Regions from separate parts of the Zea mays genome. Here region 1 is linked to region 2. The links are chromatin contacts, called in public Hi-C maps. All regions are on one chromosome and are shown on one strand. Each heading gives the region's core, a stretch centred on a gene start, on an enhancer-like site or on the middle of the called end of the contact. The rest is flanking DNA. Distances are from core to core; before and after follow the strand shown. Region 1 holds the start of LOC100192852. Region 2 holds the start of LOC100193542.

Evidence for each region. Hi-C and Micro-C count contacts between places; a contact is called where the count stands out from the background.
Region 1: a Hi-C map of tassel shows a contact between it and region 2, with 2.6 times the contacts expected there. The contact joins the promoter of LOC100192852 here to the promoter of LOC100193542 in region 2. A contact is called at or near these places in 2 of 25 Hi-C or Micro-C datasets (ear and tassel).

The regions. Positions count from the first base shown.
Region 1 is chr2:117,646,407-117,650,061 of Zm-B73-REFERENCE-NAM-5.0, forward strand. It overlaps LOC100192852, which reads right to left and starts at 1,906. Exons shown (of 8, transcript NM_001138042.1): 1 at 1,444-1,906; 2 at 1,191-1,303; 3 at 935-1,003; 4 at 537-652; 5 at 318-372; 6 at 1-103. The coding sequence starts at 1,292.
Region 2 is chr2:117,454,919-117,458,707 of Zm-B73-REFERENCE-NAM-5.0, forward strand. LOC100193542 reads left to right here and starts at 1,716. Exons shown (of 5, transcript NM_001138653.1): 1 at 1,716-2,035; 2 at 2,499-2,674. The coding sequence starts at 1,964.

The DNA.
Region 1 (3,655 bases), core at 656-3,155, 190 kb after region 2:
GTTGAATCAGCATGTATGAGATGTTTACACCTGCGACCGCAAAGGGGTACTCCCACGTAGTTCGCATTCCTTGCTGCTTCAGCATCAGTCTCTTGAAAGAAGCCTGCTTAATTGGTGGATCAGCCACCAGCAACCATCAGATCTATATGCATGGACACTTTGCTCACTTAATTAGTAAGGAGGACTCCATTCGTTTTTTATTATTATACTGCAGGATCCATGAATCCAGATCCCACCCACCCACCCACCCACCTCTTAGTTTCTGGCACAAATATGTGTATATTAATCATTAAATTAAAGGGGAAAAAAGGACCTACCGGATACGTTCTTGCAAAAAACAAAAGGTTCTCAAGCGAAACAAATCCACAGCCCCTGGAATCAAAGTAACACGATATTGTTAAGACGTACTCTTCATCTGTCAGGGAAATGCAGGACCAGCAGCTGGTTGCAGGCCTCTAAAAGGAAAGGAAGTGTGAAGCATATTTTCGACAACCTAAAATAGTGCATAGAGAGGCAACAAAAAAACTCGGATTAACCTGAAATCAGTTGCTGGGTTGACGCCCTGCCACCCCATGTCTTTCCACTGTTCCGAAACTAAGCTAGTGAGCTCTGTATCGGGAAAGGAGGCATTCCATAGAGCCCTAAGCGAATCCTAAATCCAAAGCACACAATATTATAAATTTCACAAGTCAACATCGGCTCAAAGTCAATATGAGGGTATAACTAACTAAGCAAAACAAAGAGCAAAGCTAGTTGCATTTTGAAGTCTCTATCTACATTGTGCTAAGTGTTGCAGAATACCAATTTTGTTTCTAGATTACTCTAGAGTAAGTTTGAAGCCTCTATCTACATCATAGGGACACACGGATTGAAATCCGTATTGATGATAAAGTACTCCTCGTCGTGAAGCTAATTGAGTCGAGAGTTTCCTCACTTGATGATCCGTCCGAGTTTCGTCGTAAGGTACATTTAGCCTTTCCTTCAGACTTTGCAGTCTCTGTTCCTGAATGAATATTTAAGACCAGGGTTATTTCAGGCGTAGGAAGAAACGCAATTAAGCTTGCATGGTCCATGCCATTGTGCTTATTCTATTTCATTTATTGTTTCCCTAAAAACAAGAGACGACACAGAATCATGCATGTACTATGCCTAATAAACACATCATGATAACGATGGCAGTGCATCTGTACCTGTACAGGGGTTAGATCAAGCACTATCTTCTCTGCACTGACTTGTCGCCTTTTGCCTGAGCCGCTGAAAAGCCCTCCGAACCATGCCCGATTTCCAACCATAGTAGCATCAACTGCAATGAGGTCATTATAAAATTCTCGATTCAATATTCCTCAACATGAAATGGACCTTTTCTCTATGCAACCTTGTTGAAGAACGATTATAGAGTCGATAACAAATGTACAAAAGAAAAAGAATGGTGCTCCGCCCTACCTGTTGTTGGCGTTGAAGTTGAGAAGGAAACGGAATGCCCATCAAATTAGAGGAGGCGCCCTTTCTTTCTTTACCAATAATAATGTGGAGATAGTAGCTCGGTAGTAATTATAACAGAAATCAATGAACGCGAGGGGAGGGCGGCGCGTCAGGAGCTAATGTAGTAAGCAAGAAAGCATGATCCTCCATAAATCGCAAACATGCGGCGGACCCCGGTGCCCCCTCGCTGTCTGTTGCTTTGGATCTGGAGGAGGCATACGCACGCGCGCGCGCCCTTGGTTGAGAGGGGGATTCGACGGGATTCTCCTGCTGGTGCTGGATGATCGACGGAGGGAGGAAGTTGGAGAATTGGCCTCCGTCGACCGCCCAGCCCTGCCCCTGCGAGACCGAGACCGTCGGCCGTCGCGTCCTATGCCAGCTCAAGGCGGCCTGCTATTTCTCTCCCTCTCGCTTTCTCTTCCCCTCCCCCACCGCGCATGCCGCCCAACCATCCACCCACACCCTTTCGTTTTTGCAACAACATTAGAATCACAAGGCCCAGCTCAATGCAACCATCTATGCTCGCCATGGGCTTCATAGCCAACGTTCTACTGAATCCTCTTTAAAGATTATTATTATTATTATTACTATTATTATTATTATTACTATTATTATTATTATTACTATTATTATTATTATTATTATTATTATTATTATTATTATTATTAGAACATCCAATTTAATTTCCTCCACTATTGTTACATTCGATTTTCCTTCATGAATTACAAACCGGTTTTCTTTAAATCTCTTAACTTTTGTGATTTTTTTAATCTTAAGTAGTTTTATTAATGGTTTTACTAATATAACACAACGCCAATACACACAAATCATACTAGGTTATAAGTTTAGGGTGATAAATTTGTCTACAAATATTTTACAGACAAAAATACATTGTGCACTTCTTCCAACTTTGCCTCGGACTCGGGCCCACTTGAAAACTGTGGTTATCCCAGTGAAAAGCTCTGGTGTATGTTGCAGGATAGAGGGAGTATTGTGAAATCTCAAAATAGTAGATTTAACAGAAGATAGTTGGATGGTGGAATCTCATTCATATTCTTCGAACCGTTCTCTTTTATCGTAGCCATAGGGCTTTAAAGCTGTAGAGAAAATTGTGATTTAAGGGTAAACTCGGATGCGTCTTAAATATATGTTAGGATCAAATCTCACGTGTATAATAATTCATGATACAAAAATCAATGTCACATATTTATTATATAATACGAGTTATGTACAAAAATAGCTAAATAAATACATCATATGACGACAACGATCCTTCACAACTATAGTTGACTGAGAGACGATAGCCTAGACCTCTCCAAATTTATCGTAGCATCCTTCATGCTTCTCATCTTGCAGTACCTATTCTTGACTGATGTGATTATAGCAAGTGTGAGCTCTCATATGGTCATCGCTCAGTAAGTGTGGGATATAATTTGTATGAGCTCACTTACGGTGGGGTCTCATGTGTAGTGTAAGGCTTACCAAGGAAAATGGTTAAGGTTGAGTGTTGCTTTTAATAAGTTGGTCAAAATTTTATTAGCAATTATTAAGTATAAGTGTATATCAACCAAATTAAATAATTGATCACAATGATGAATAAATCCCACAATGCAACACAATATATGACTGGTTAAATTTAATTACATAAACTACTCATGTGAGAGTCCGAGTCGCTTATGATCATGAGCACGGCTGATATAATTGTTTTACACTCTCATATATTGTCCATCTTTACCCACAAGCCATGTTACCCATTTTGCCAAGGGGTCTCGACTCTCGTTCATCTATAACGAGGAGACGAGGCAGGGTAGCACTACAGGGCCTTTCCAAAGTTTCACTAGCACAAGAGAACCCACTACGGATTCAAGCAAAAAGGGACGATATAGGAATCTCTCGTCTGAAAAGCTATCGTAGACAGATCGACCTGAGAACCTCCCTATACCGGCAGCTTCCCACACCCCACTTGCCCCTTTTGGGAAATAATTAACTCACACTAGCTTTCCTAATTAATCAGTCAAGGACATCCTATTCCACTCTTGTGGTAGCACTGTTTCCTCGGGTGGTCGCTCCATGTTCCAATTAACCAAAACAATCTTATCATGAACAATAAATAATCCATTGACAATTAAATAGTTAACAGTGGTAAAATAACATGATCATGATTCATATGTAG
Region 2 (3,789 bases), core at 466-2,965:
CCTCTTGGATTGCCTTTCTTCTTTCTCATTCTTGTTCTCAAGTGACTTGTAATCAAAGCAAGAGACACCTAAGAGTGTGGTAATCCTTGCGGGGTCTTAGTGACCCGATTGATTAAGGGAAAGGATCACTCGGTCTAAGTGACCGTTTGAGAGAGGGAAAGGGTTGAAATAGACCCGGTCTTTGTGACCTCCTCAACGGGGACTAGGTTCTTTGGAACCGAACCTCGGTAAAACAAATCACCGTCTTCATTCGCTTGATTTCCATTTGATTTGTTTTCCTCTCTCTCCGGGACTTGATTTTAGTTCTAACGCTAACCCCGACTTGTAGTGTGTGTTTAAAGTTGTAAATTTCAGATTACGCCTATTCACCCCCCTCTAGGACTTTCAGGTAGTACTATACATGATTTTTTTTTCATTTTGGCTCTTTTTCGGAAAAAATCACGTTTGGACCCTAGAAAATTTTAATGTCATTTTTTGACCCTTTGCTCGGCGCCATAGCCTATGGCGCCGATGTACGCGCTGCGCTGGCACAAACCAGACGTCGTGGCACCGACGTGGCCCGAGCTCGACGCCACAGATCTTGGCGCCGAGTTCGATTGTGTTATCAAGAGTTATGTTGGAAAGATGTAAGCACAAAGCTTGTCTAGCTTAGTTGGTAGAGTGCAAGACTCGTAACCTTGTGGTCCTAGGTTTTCAAGCCTCATATTTTGTGTTTCAATACTTTTTTTTGTCTTTGTCACTGAATTTTTTTTGTTTAAGTCGCTGATGTATCCGTACAGATTTATTTCTCATCCAGATTTTTTTGTCTTTATCACTACTCATCCAAATATCAAGATGATTATAGCAAGGTAAAACTGTGCCACTTCCTTGGCAAGGTGAAACTGCTCGGATTCGAGTGAGCTTCCCAAGTGTATGTTTGCTTGAATAATGAAGTTAGGACATAGAAGCACATCTATACAATTAATCTCTTTACATTTCCTAGAGCACAAGTAAAAAGGTTTTGTGTGCAGGTACTAAGTGACATAAGCAAAAAAAATTGGATGAGAAATAAATCTAGACGGACACATCAGCGACATAAACAAAAAAACAAATTAGTAACAAATACAAAAAAAAATCTAGGTAAGATTTAAATCTGGACGGACAAATCAGGGACATAAACAAAAAAAAAACAAATCAATGACCAGGACAAAAAGTATTGAGAACGCAAACTGTGGGCTTGAACCAACACCACAAGGTTAAAAGCATTGCGCTCTACCAACTAAGCTAGACAAGCTTTGTGCTTATGTGTTCCCAACAAAACTGTTAATAACACAACTGAGCTCGGCGCCAAGATCTGTGGCACCGAGCTCGGTGCCACGTCGACGCCACGTCGTCCGGGTTGTGCCGACACAACACGTATCTCGGCGCCATAGTCTATGTCGCCGAGCAAAAGGTCCAAAAACGAGATTAAAATTTTTTAGTCTAAATATGATTTTTTTTCCAAAAAAGCGCCAAAATACAAAAAAATTCGGTACTATACACTAGCCTACCTATGGCTACAATATATATTCTAAGTAATTTCACTCATAAGCCAAAAAGAAAAAAAAGAAAAGGATAGTTTTGAATGAAAGAGGCCCAGCCTATCCATTTTCCAGCCCACAAAGAATTGGTTAGGTTATAGAAGCCCGCCTACGGAATACTTCCCCTATGCAGTGGACGGACGGACTGTGCCTGCGGAAAGGAGTAAGGGGGAAAACATCATAGGTCCTCTTTGCGCGACGGCCGCCGCCTCCTCTTTGTAGTTTCATTCCGCCGCCGCCGCTCCCCGCTCTCTCCTCTGCTTGCGGACTGCGTGGAGCACCAGCGGCGGCCAGCGGGCAGGAGGAGCTCCCTCCCCAAACAGAGAGGGGTGGGGTATCAGTGCGTGCGCTCCTGGAGGAGGGCGTGGAAGAGCAGAGCAGGCGGCAAGCAGGGGTTTGGGAGGATGGTTTCGCTCTCGACTTGGTTCCGCTATGCCGCACACAAGTTTGATTACTGCATCTCCCTCTCGTTGAAGGTGCTGCACCTATCCATCTATTCCCCAGCCCCATGTTTCTTCTAAATCCTACTCCACCCTCTCTCAAGATCCAAGGACCCTAGTAGCAGCACATCTTGCTCTGTAATTAATTCCCTCTATCTACCTTTGAGTCTGTACACTCGTCGATTCTACCACACTGTTCAATCCATTTGCCCTTCACCACAACACTGTTGTACTTGTACACTAGCTTAGCTGGACTATATGGAAAATTACATCAATCAAATAACGCTACCGCTACGCGTGTTATGCCTGCAGCAGCAACAACTATGGAATAATAGCACAACGTGGACTGATTTTTTATTGTCTGCTCAGGAATAGAGGTCGAGACTGCAAACACAACACCACATTTTCCCCCCATTTTCACGTCATCATGTTATAACATTTTTTCTTGAACTCTTTTCTTATACATGCATTTCTCTTCTCTGCATCCGTATCCAAGCAGAAATATAATGTGGGCCAGATCAGCAGCACGCAGCTAACTGATGTGATATTCAAAAATTTCTTCCATGGCAAGCTCACCTACGTGTGTCAGACCAAAGGGGAAGAAGCCATGGCTCCCATCGTATCTCCAACTGGAGGAGCCGTCCTTGTCAGAAAGCTCGCAAATTTGAGCCCCACGTAAGCACTTAATTTCCTTTCTCCTCTGCCCTTGGTTAGCTGCAGTCTTCTTTTTTATGTTGCCAGTCACTAAAAAATGCTATTCCTTAGTCCGCAATGTATGCATGCGCTCAAGGTTTATTTTGTGGCGGAAAATTAAGTATCTGCACCAATACATCAAAAGTTGAATAACGGGGAACACTTTAGGTGACAATTTATACAATACTAGCTCATTCGGAAATTCCATTGAAATCCTGGAAGTACCATTTTTAAAATGGTTGCTCCTATGCTTTTTTATTTACATTCCACCTATCACATTTCTATTTCTTTCATGGCCCTATTATAGCATCTAAAATTCACTGAACTTGTCTGCAATAAGTTGGAACCAGTGAAATTTGACAAGTGTTTGTGCCTTAACTGTTAAGTATCCGAAGCCAGAGTTTTGTGTGTGTAAATTTATATATTGTTCTTCCTTATACTGGGATTTACCCAAGATATTCATTGGTATTGCTCAGTGCTCACCTTTAGTGTGCACACACAACCAGAGTGACTTAATCTATATAATGTAGAGGTTCAAACACAGTAGTTATGACATGGGTGCATGCCTGATCTTCTCGTCTTAGGACCGTGGATATCATTGATCCATGTAAACTGGCGAATTGATGGCTCAAACAGGCTACATCTGTGGGACAATAAACTGTGATAAAAGGAATTTGTGCCAAGTATATGTGTGATCAATGTATACGGAACGAGGCAAGGCAGACAAACTGCTGCATCACAAGGATGCCCAAGAACACAAGAAGTAGATAATTACTCCCAATTCTGAAGGGGGCAACTACGGAAAAGAACAGGAGCGCTTACCTTCTTTATTTTTCTGAATTTGATTCCTGGTTAGGGTTTTAGTATAGTATCCCTCCTATTTGGGCTGGTTGGGTTTACATAGCCCAGTCTTGTCTTGTGGGCTTGGTATAGCTTACACCAAAACATTGATGATTCTTTGTGCACAATCCAGATGGCGGTAGGTCTTGCACATTTGGATGTAAACTTGGACAAGGTTTCCATCCATATACAATACAGAATTGGGACTCTTGCATTCATACCCCTGTTTTGTATTAAAATTGTGGTTTTGCTCCCTG